Linked DNA regions of Mus musculus: region 1 is linked to region 2. Evidence: chromatin contacts called from public HiCAR-type data. All regions are on one chromosome and are shown on one strand. Each heading gives the region's core, a stretch centred on a gene start, on an enhancer-like site or on the middle of the called end of the contact. The rest is flanking DNA. Distances are from core to core; before and after follow the strand shown.

The links. HiCAR-type assays count read pairs that join an accessible place to other places.
Region 1: a contact with region 2 is called in a HiCAR-type map of astrocytes, with 4 times the contacts expected there. The contact joins the promoter of Kcnmb4 here to the promoter of Tmem19 in region 2. A contact is called at or near these places in 3 of 39 promoter capture datasets (embryonic stem cells, hippocampal neurons and liver), 1 of 484 Hi-C or Micro-C datasets (embryonic stem cells) and 2 of 115 datasets of contacts at active chromatin or transcription factors (astrocytes and pro-B cells).

What each region holds. Positions count from the first base shown.
Region 1 is chr10:116,471,422-116,475,406 of GRCm38.p6, forward strand. It overlaps Kcnmb4 (potassium large conductance calcium-activated channel, subfamily M, beta member 4), which reads right to left and starts at 2,102. Exons shown (of 3, transcript NM_021452.1): 1 at 1,765-2,102. The coding sequence starts at 2,100. It overlaps Kcnmb4os2 (potassium large conductance calcium-activated channel, subfamily M, beta member 4, opposite strand 2), which reads left to right and starts at 1,742. Exons shown (of 3, transcript NR_130644.1): 1 at 1,742-2,966; 2 at 3,064-3,212; 3 at 3,345-3,566.
Region 2 is chr10:115,359,827-115,363,686 of GRCm38.p6, forward strand. Tmem19 (transmembrane protein 19) reads right to left here and starts at 2,441. Exons shown (of 7, transcript NM_133683.4): 1 at 2,226-2,441; 2 at 1,983-2,133. The coding sequence starts at 2,112.

The sequences.
Region 1 (3,985 bases), core at 852-3,351, 1.1 Mb after region 2:
TATCCCTGTTGCCAGAATCCTGCAAAACTGCCTGGAAACTTTGGTTGACTTCTGTGGTAAATCCTAACTTGTCTACACCAAAATTAGATATTAACCATACAAGTTAGAATTTACCTTGTAAGAATGTATATGCACATATATGTATGTATGTATACACATATACATATGTATACACACACACACATATATAATTGATTAAACGACTATCTCAAAAATAATTAGCAGTGTTTCACCAACTATGACTACACCTGTATGGCAAACTACAGAGCACCTTCCAAATCACTAAGTTACTACTTGACACCTTTCTTAGATATTTTTCACTTAATTCTGATTTTTACAATGCTTTCTCAAAGCCACCAGACCTCTTATTAAATTCTCAAGCACTATGCAGATTAACCCACATCTGTTTTTGAGACCGATCACTTCGGCAAGACCTTGGTCCTTAGAGACTGGATTCCAAATGTTCACGTCTACACTTACTGTTCTTGGATTAGCTCCATTTTTAAAAGCAAACGAGCCTCCGTGCACTAGCGGGAGACTTTTCCATTGAGGAGTCCATCATATGTTCAAAGACTAGTTTCTTCTAACTTTCCAAATAAGTGAGTTACGCCCGAGTTTCTCTGCACAGCGGTAGTGATCTTGTTTAAAATAATGAATTCCGATTAATCTATCTGGTCACATTTAAGAGAACATGTTCCTGCACGCACAGGACTCATTTTCTTTGGAATGATTTCTGCTTGTCTTCCAGCACAGCCCCCAGGAAGTACAAGGACTCAGTAACTTGAATATATATACACACCTTCAGCTGGCAGCAGAAAGGAACACAGGCATCAAAGAACCCTCCTGCAGAAGCAGGCACACTGCAAGGCTCAATTAGTTCACGGACTGGGGACACAGCTTTTTATAAGTGCTTTCCTACCCCGGGGAAGTTTTCTGAGTCTCCCTCTCTGCTCTCCAGAGGCTAGAAAGTCCTAACCAGGTTTTATCTATTTTTTTCCCTCTTTTTTTTTTTTTTTCCTCCCCTGTAACAACAAAAGAAGTTGTCAGGAAACCGCTGCTTGGTATATGTCATCAAGGGCTTTCTATTTTCGGTAAGTTGTTCTCCTACTTACTCCTTAGTTACAGCTTCTCATTGTGCCCAAACACTCAGAGTGGTTAGGACCCTTCAGCCTCCACCACCAGCACCAAGCAAACCAACCCGACCTCATCAGAATCTCTTCTTGGATTCCTCCTGATGGCTGTTGACCCCACCCTCACCATCCCAAGTCTATCTGTAGACCTCAAGTTAAAAACTTCAGTTTAGAACTAAAATTCAAAAGTCACTTAAGATACTTTCCAGAAGCGAAGAGACCCCTTTAACCTCTCAAAGAAGGGAGTTCTTGAGCCCCATAGAAGCTCAGGCCATATACTGGAGTACCTGGGTCCTGGGCTATCCCATGGCTACATTGGAAGGAAAAGTTAACTTTCTTTGCTCCTTGAGTTTAGGCAACCCCTTCCCGCAGGCGCTGGACCTGGGGTGGTCCGGAGCTCAAAAAAATCTAAGAACAGAAAAGATCTGTTTGCAGAGAGGCTCGCGTACCACCGCCCAGTAGGCAAACACACCCCGAGGTCTGGAGCCCTGGGCTCCAGGGATGCGTGCATGCACCTCATGCCTCCCTCGCATCAACTCCGAGCGAGGACAGTGCACTCGATTCTTCCCCTGGGGTCTAACCGGGACGTTGGCCCCGAACCTGCACTGTTAGGCGGGAGCTCCCGCGCGCTTACCTTGGGGTTGGTCAGGAGCTGGTGCTGGTCGCTGTGTAGCAGCGCCCTGGAGTTGGACTCGGAGTTGTTCACGTACACCTGGACGCAGGGATACTGCGAGGTGCCCCTGCAGTCGGTGCCACAGGTGAAGGTGCACTCGAACACCTCGCCGATCTGCTGCACCGACAGCACGGTGCAGTTGGCCGCCGTGGCTTGCAGATCCTGCAAGGCGGGACTGAGCCAGCAGAAGCCGAAGATGAAGAGCGACAGGATGCCGGAGACGATGAGGAACAAGCCGAGCCGGATGCTCTTGTCTTCGGCTTCCGTGTACTCGTAAGACACCCTGAGCTTCGCCATCGCCCCCCACTCTCCACGGCTGGCGCGCTCCCCGCCCCCTCCCGCCCCCGGCGCCGAGCTCAACCGCCTCGGGCGGGAGGAGCCGCCGCCGCCGCCGCGCGACAGCAGGGGAGTGGGCGGCGAGGGGGCGCGCGCGAGAACAAAGGGGCCGAGGCCGGCGACGCCCCCGGCGGCGGCGACGGCGCTGCCCGAGGCCGGGCTCCCGGGTGCCACCGCCGCCTCACAGCGTCCGGCACCCCGGGGCTCCCCGAGCCCGCCCCCGCCCCCGCGCGCTCCGCGCCCCGCGCCCGCCTCCCCGCGCGCGCCGCCCGCCTGCCATCGCCGCGGCCGAGCGCCCGGCGCCCCGACGCTGGGAGCGACTGGGCTGCTGAGCCCTGGCTCCGCGTTGAGCGAGGCTGCTCCTCCCCGCCCTGGGCGCCGCCGCCCCGCCCCGCCCCGCGCCGCGCCCCGCAGCTCCCGTGGGCGAGCACCCGGGCCGCCGCGAGCTGCTCTCGGAATCCTCGCCAGATGCAACCTGGAGAGATGGCGGAGACGGTCGAGGCGAACGCTTAGCACCGAGGGAGCGTGGCTGGGGAGAAAGTTAAAAGAGAGAAAAAAAAAATTTTTTTAAGTGGGGGAGGATGGCGTGAGCGTGCGAAGCGGGAATCTTCAAACTCCGATCCGGGGAGCTGCGGGGCAGCAGGCGCACCGGCAAAGGGAGCTCCGGTGGCGGCGAGCGACAGAGGGCACCGGCGCGGACGCGGGGGGATGCCCACAGGCGAGCGGCCGGGAGCCGGAGGTCCCCGCGGATCCCACGCCGCCACCGGGACCGTGCAGGCTAACACGATTGGAGCCTTGAGCGTCGGTGGACTTTCCTGGAAAAATAGGTGCCAGACAGCGGGAACGACCCCTAGGGGGTGGACGCAAACAGGTGGCAAAGCCTGGCCTCGGGCTGGTGAGAGCAGACTCTGTTGGCCTCTTTAGGAATATTGCCACCCTTAGCTGGCCCTGAGATTTGCAGGTGAGCTTTTTCTGGAGCTCTGTGCAAGGCGACCGCGGCTTGCAGACACTTTGGAACTCCACCCTATCGATGTACACCTTTATTCAGCCTCTATTCTCCTGACTTTTCCTTTGTAAGTTTAAATTTGCTTTTTACCTACATTTTTTTAAAGATCATAAAACCAAACTTGAGAACTGTTTAGAGCTGCGTTTGGAAGAATAAAGTTGTTGTTGTTGTTTTAACCCTCCTTTTCTTGTCTTTCAAGTCCTAGATGAATGAACTCAGGCTCCTGATGAATAACAGTTGCCAAGTCATGGAAATGTTAAGCCCACTCTACCAGACTTCAAACCCTTTGGCTGGCACTGACAGAGTTCTGGCATGTTATGCTGATGGGTATTTCCAAACAATGGTAAAGGAGACCTTTAGTGTCTGTTTTTCTTAATGAATAAAAAGGCTGCAGGACTTGGAAAAACTTTAAAATCACAAAGATGTCTCAGTGTCGTCTCCGTTTGAGAGCAGACACTGTATTTTTTGTTTGTTTGTTTGTTTGTTTCTGCCTGAGATTTCCCCCCCTGTTGGCGTCAAGGCATTTGTTAGGCACACGCTGGCTATAAAGAAGAGAGCTCCAAAGCTGAAGCGTCTTAACCTGAAATCGCAAATCTTCGCTGAGTGTTTTCCTTCGACAGATTCCAGATGCCAATCCTCATTTCAAAAAAGCAACCTCTTCTGGGATTGGAGATGGGGACGAGGGGTGGGTGAATAAACACGGAACAGGGCCGCTAAGGCTAAGGGACTAAATAAAGTAATTCATGCAACGTGCAGCAAGCCCAGGACAGAGCCCTAAGGGTAACGTAACACCATTACCTTACACACTTCACAGTTCAGTGTCTCCTGGGCGCCTTAAGT
Region 2 (3,860 bases), core at 1,191-3,690:
TGGAGAACAGTGTGAAGGCTTGGTCATCTAAAAAGGTTTTGGATCTATGTATGTATATGTATGTAAGTATATATGTGTGTGTATGTATGTATGTATCTATCTATCTATCTATCTATCTATCTATCTATCTATCTATATATCTATCTATCTATCGAGAGACGGGGTTTCTCTGTGTAGCCCTGGCTGTCTTGGAACTTGCTCTGTAAACCAGGCTGACTTCGAACTCAGAGATCTGCCTGCCCCTCTATCTTCCAAGTGCTGGGGTTAAAAGCGTGTGCCACCACCACAACTTGGTTTATTAAATATTCTTAAAATTATTTTCATACACTACGAAGAGCTAATAGGGCCAACTGAGCCACAGAAGATTGGAAAAAAAAAAGCCTTATTTGGGGAAGTGAAGCTATAGCTCACTCATTTACATTGGGTGTCTGGTCCTAGTGGAAGAGATGAGCTTAGAAATCCTAGTTTGTTCCACTTACTTATATCAGAATGCTCTTGTGTGCATAGGCAACTTCTAAGACAACTTCAAAACTTAAAATCTGTGTGTGTGTCAAGTGTTGTGGTGCATTCACGCCCTTTAATCCCAGCAGATCTCTTTAAGTTCTAGGCCAGCCTTGTCTATGTAGTGACAGTCTGTCTCAGAAAAACAAAAACAAAACAAAAAAACCAGTGTGTGTGCATGTTTATGTGTGATGTGTGTGCCCGAGTGTATATGTATTTGTGTGTGTGTGTGTGTATAGATAACATGTATGTAGAAGTCAGAATAACTTTGAGTTGGCCCAAGAGTTCCTGGGGGTTCTCCTATGCCTCCTCCTGCCTAGGAGCACTGGAATTATAAATGCGTTCTACTGGGCCCAGCCTCATGTGGGTTCAGGAGATTCAGACTCAGGTCCCCAAGCTTGCACAGCAAGCACACCCAACCCAGAGTCACTACCTCAAGTCCCCGTTTTGAAATGTTACAGATCTCACTGGAATGTTGGCCCACATAATTCCAGAACATAGGAGCCTGAGACCAGAGGATTTGAATTTGAGATCACCCAGGGCTACAAGCTGGGGCCTTGTCTTAAAACAAAACAACCCAAACAGGCAACAAACAAGAGTTGGATATGGAGCAGCCTCTGAACACATGCATGGGTGCACAGTATATGCAAAACCCTGGATTTAACCCCCCCCCCCACTCTAAGAGCCAAATCCAAAATAATCCTTTAGAACCATCACAGGACCAAGGTATATAATCCGAATATATTAATGCCAAAATGAAATCCATCAGCTTGTACAATTAATATATACTAAGGGAGAAAAGTCCGTAAAGTCTTGTCTTATGTTGAAGTGTCCTGTAAAGTCATATACGATGGTTGGAGGTTGTAATCCCAATACTCTGGAGGCTGAGACAGGGATCAGGAAGAATTCAGTAGCAGGAGCAGTAGTAGGAGCTAAGACAGCAAGATTTGGCTTCATGAGAGCAAAGATGTACCAAGAAGCCAATGGAAAGACCAAGTGGCTGCAGGGTACGGTGATGATCAAACCGGACGAGCAAGAGGACAGTGTCTGCACGAGACCTATCTATTTGTGTGAAGTGACAAATTCTTCAACTTGCAAATGAAAAGACTGTACCTCCTTTGTTATTCTCACGGGATTATGAAACCGCTACACCATGGCAAATCTTAAAAAGATAAGCATCCCCCAAATTGTTTCACAAAACTACCTTTTATGTCTCCCCCCCCCCCAACTAAGGTAAACAGAAGTAATTATTTGAGACATGCGTTTTGTGATAGGTATCATTAAATATCAGCACAAGAAACATCATGGAAGGCTGTAAAGTTCTCTAGACATTGTTTATCTTATCACCGTAGCAAACCAGATTCAGGTTTCGGCAGTGAACATAACTGTTCTTAACCATTTACATATTTTTTGGATTTTGAAGTCGTAGTTTAAAATTCCACCCATTAACTTCTAGCAAAACTTAAAACACTTTTACTTACCATAATAGGTGCTAGCAGTCATTGACATAATCCAGAACGCTAGGGAAATGCAAATGATCAGGCTCAGTATTACTATATTGGTAATCATCTTTATATACCTTTTGCACGTAGTGTCGTCACTATCTGTCATGGAAAATAGAGCTACGAGCACCTGAGGGGGGGGAATAGATAGCATTTCAGATGAACCAAGTCATTCAAGTTTCTTGCAACAATACTCCTTTAGAGGCATAGAGAAATACCAACATCTTCCACCAACCGAACGACAAAATAGAATCGTAAATCCAAAACGTCTAGTCACTGCTGCAGGCGCAGCGCTCCGGCTCGACCCGGGGAGGTTAACGCCGCCCTTGGAAAAAGAAGGTGCAGGGAGGATGCACAGAGGACCCGCCAGGCCAGCAGGGAGGCCGGCAGCTCCCACCTAGAGGGACCCGGAAGGAGCACAAACGACCGGTGGCCAATGAGCGGCCAGCACCGCGGAGCCCCGCCCCTCCCCGCCCTCGGACCCCCCCCCCGAGCTCCGCCCCCGCACGGCGCGCTCCGCCCCCTGGGCCCCTGCTCCAAGTCTGCCCCAGCTCCACCTCTGCCGTACGCTGCCCGGGCAAGCGAACCAAGGCTGGGAACAGCGCGGGCGAGCGCCTTTACGTCCCCACCCCGCTGCCCCGGGAGTCGCTCTGGTCTCTCCGCGACTCCCTCCGTGTACGCATGCGCAGCAGCCCTGCTCCGCTCACGTGACTCGTCGAGGCGGAAACCCGGCTTGAGTTTGCTTAGTGTCTCTTTGCGGGTCGGAGTGCTGTTTCTAAAGCACCTCCAAAATAGACGTTAGGACAAATTAGGTCTTGGGATTTGTGGACAGCCTAGACTTGAAAAAAAAAATGTCACCAGTAAGGGTGGTGTGGGTCACTAAAACCTGCCATTGATGGAATAATGAACTGCGAGTGAATTTAGAGCCAGTAATGGGTTGTAACTTATGAAGCATTCATACCAGGCGATAGGGTGTGGACGACGTAGGAGTTTATCGTTAGAAGCGAAATTACTTAGAAAGTAGCTTAAAACAATGGCTTGGCTCTTAACCTGGGCCAGACTCAACTGGTACTGCGGTATGTAAACATAAATATAGTTCCCACGGTTGAGCTTTTGTATAATTACTGTTCTAACACACATTGTGGAAGTGTCTGTCCCCATCCACTCTATCTGTAAAAGTAACTTATTCGTCTGATGTATTGTCCTCTTGTAGGGCTCACTGTTGAATAAGCTCACCCTTTATAGTTCTTTCTAGAACTCTGGCTGTCTGGTTCAACCTAGCTGTTCTGGCTCAAACTCCTCACCAAGCTGCCTGATTCAATCTGGCTTCTCTCAAGTTCCCATTGAATTGTTCTGCCTAGCCTCAAACAACTCTGGCATTTTGTTCTAATCACCTGGCTCCTTCTTGTTCTCTGGCTTTAGTTGACTCTGCTCACCTGCAATGAACTTCATAGACTTGAAACAAACAAAAACCACAACCCGAACTCAACTGCAACTGCACCGCACTCCTGGCACTGCCTCCCACCTCTGACTAGCTGTCTCTCCCTGCACTGGGGCTCTTAAAATAGCTTCTCTTTCCTGTGCTGTCCTTGTAAGATGCATTCTGTCTCTGACTCATTCTGTCAAATCTTTCGATCTTTGTTACTTTGTCTGGCCCTCAATTAGACATCACTTTCACACCTGGCTCCTTCCTTCTAAAAACGAATTTGACCTTAAAGGACTGTACTCAGGTTGTATCCGTGTTCCAGGCAGAGGGGTTAAAGGGATGTGGCCTGTCTGCGATCTAGCCAGATCATAAAGATCTAGGTCTTTGGATGTAATCCCTTGCTAGAGGAGCCATCTTGCTGGATTAAAATT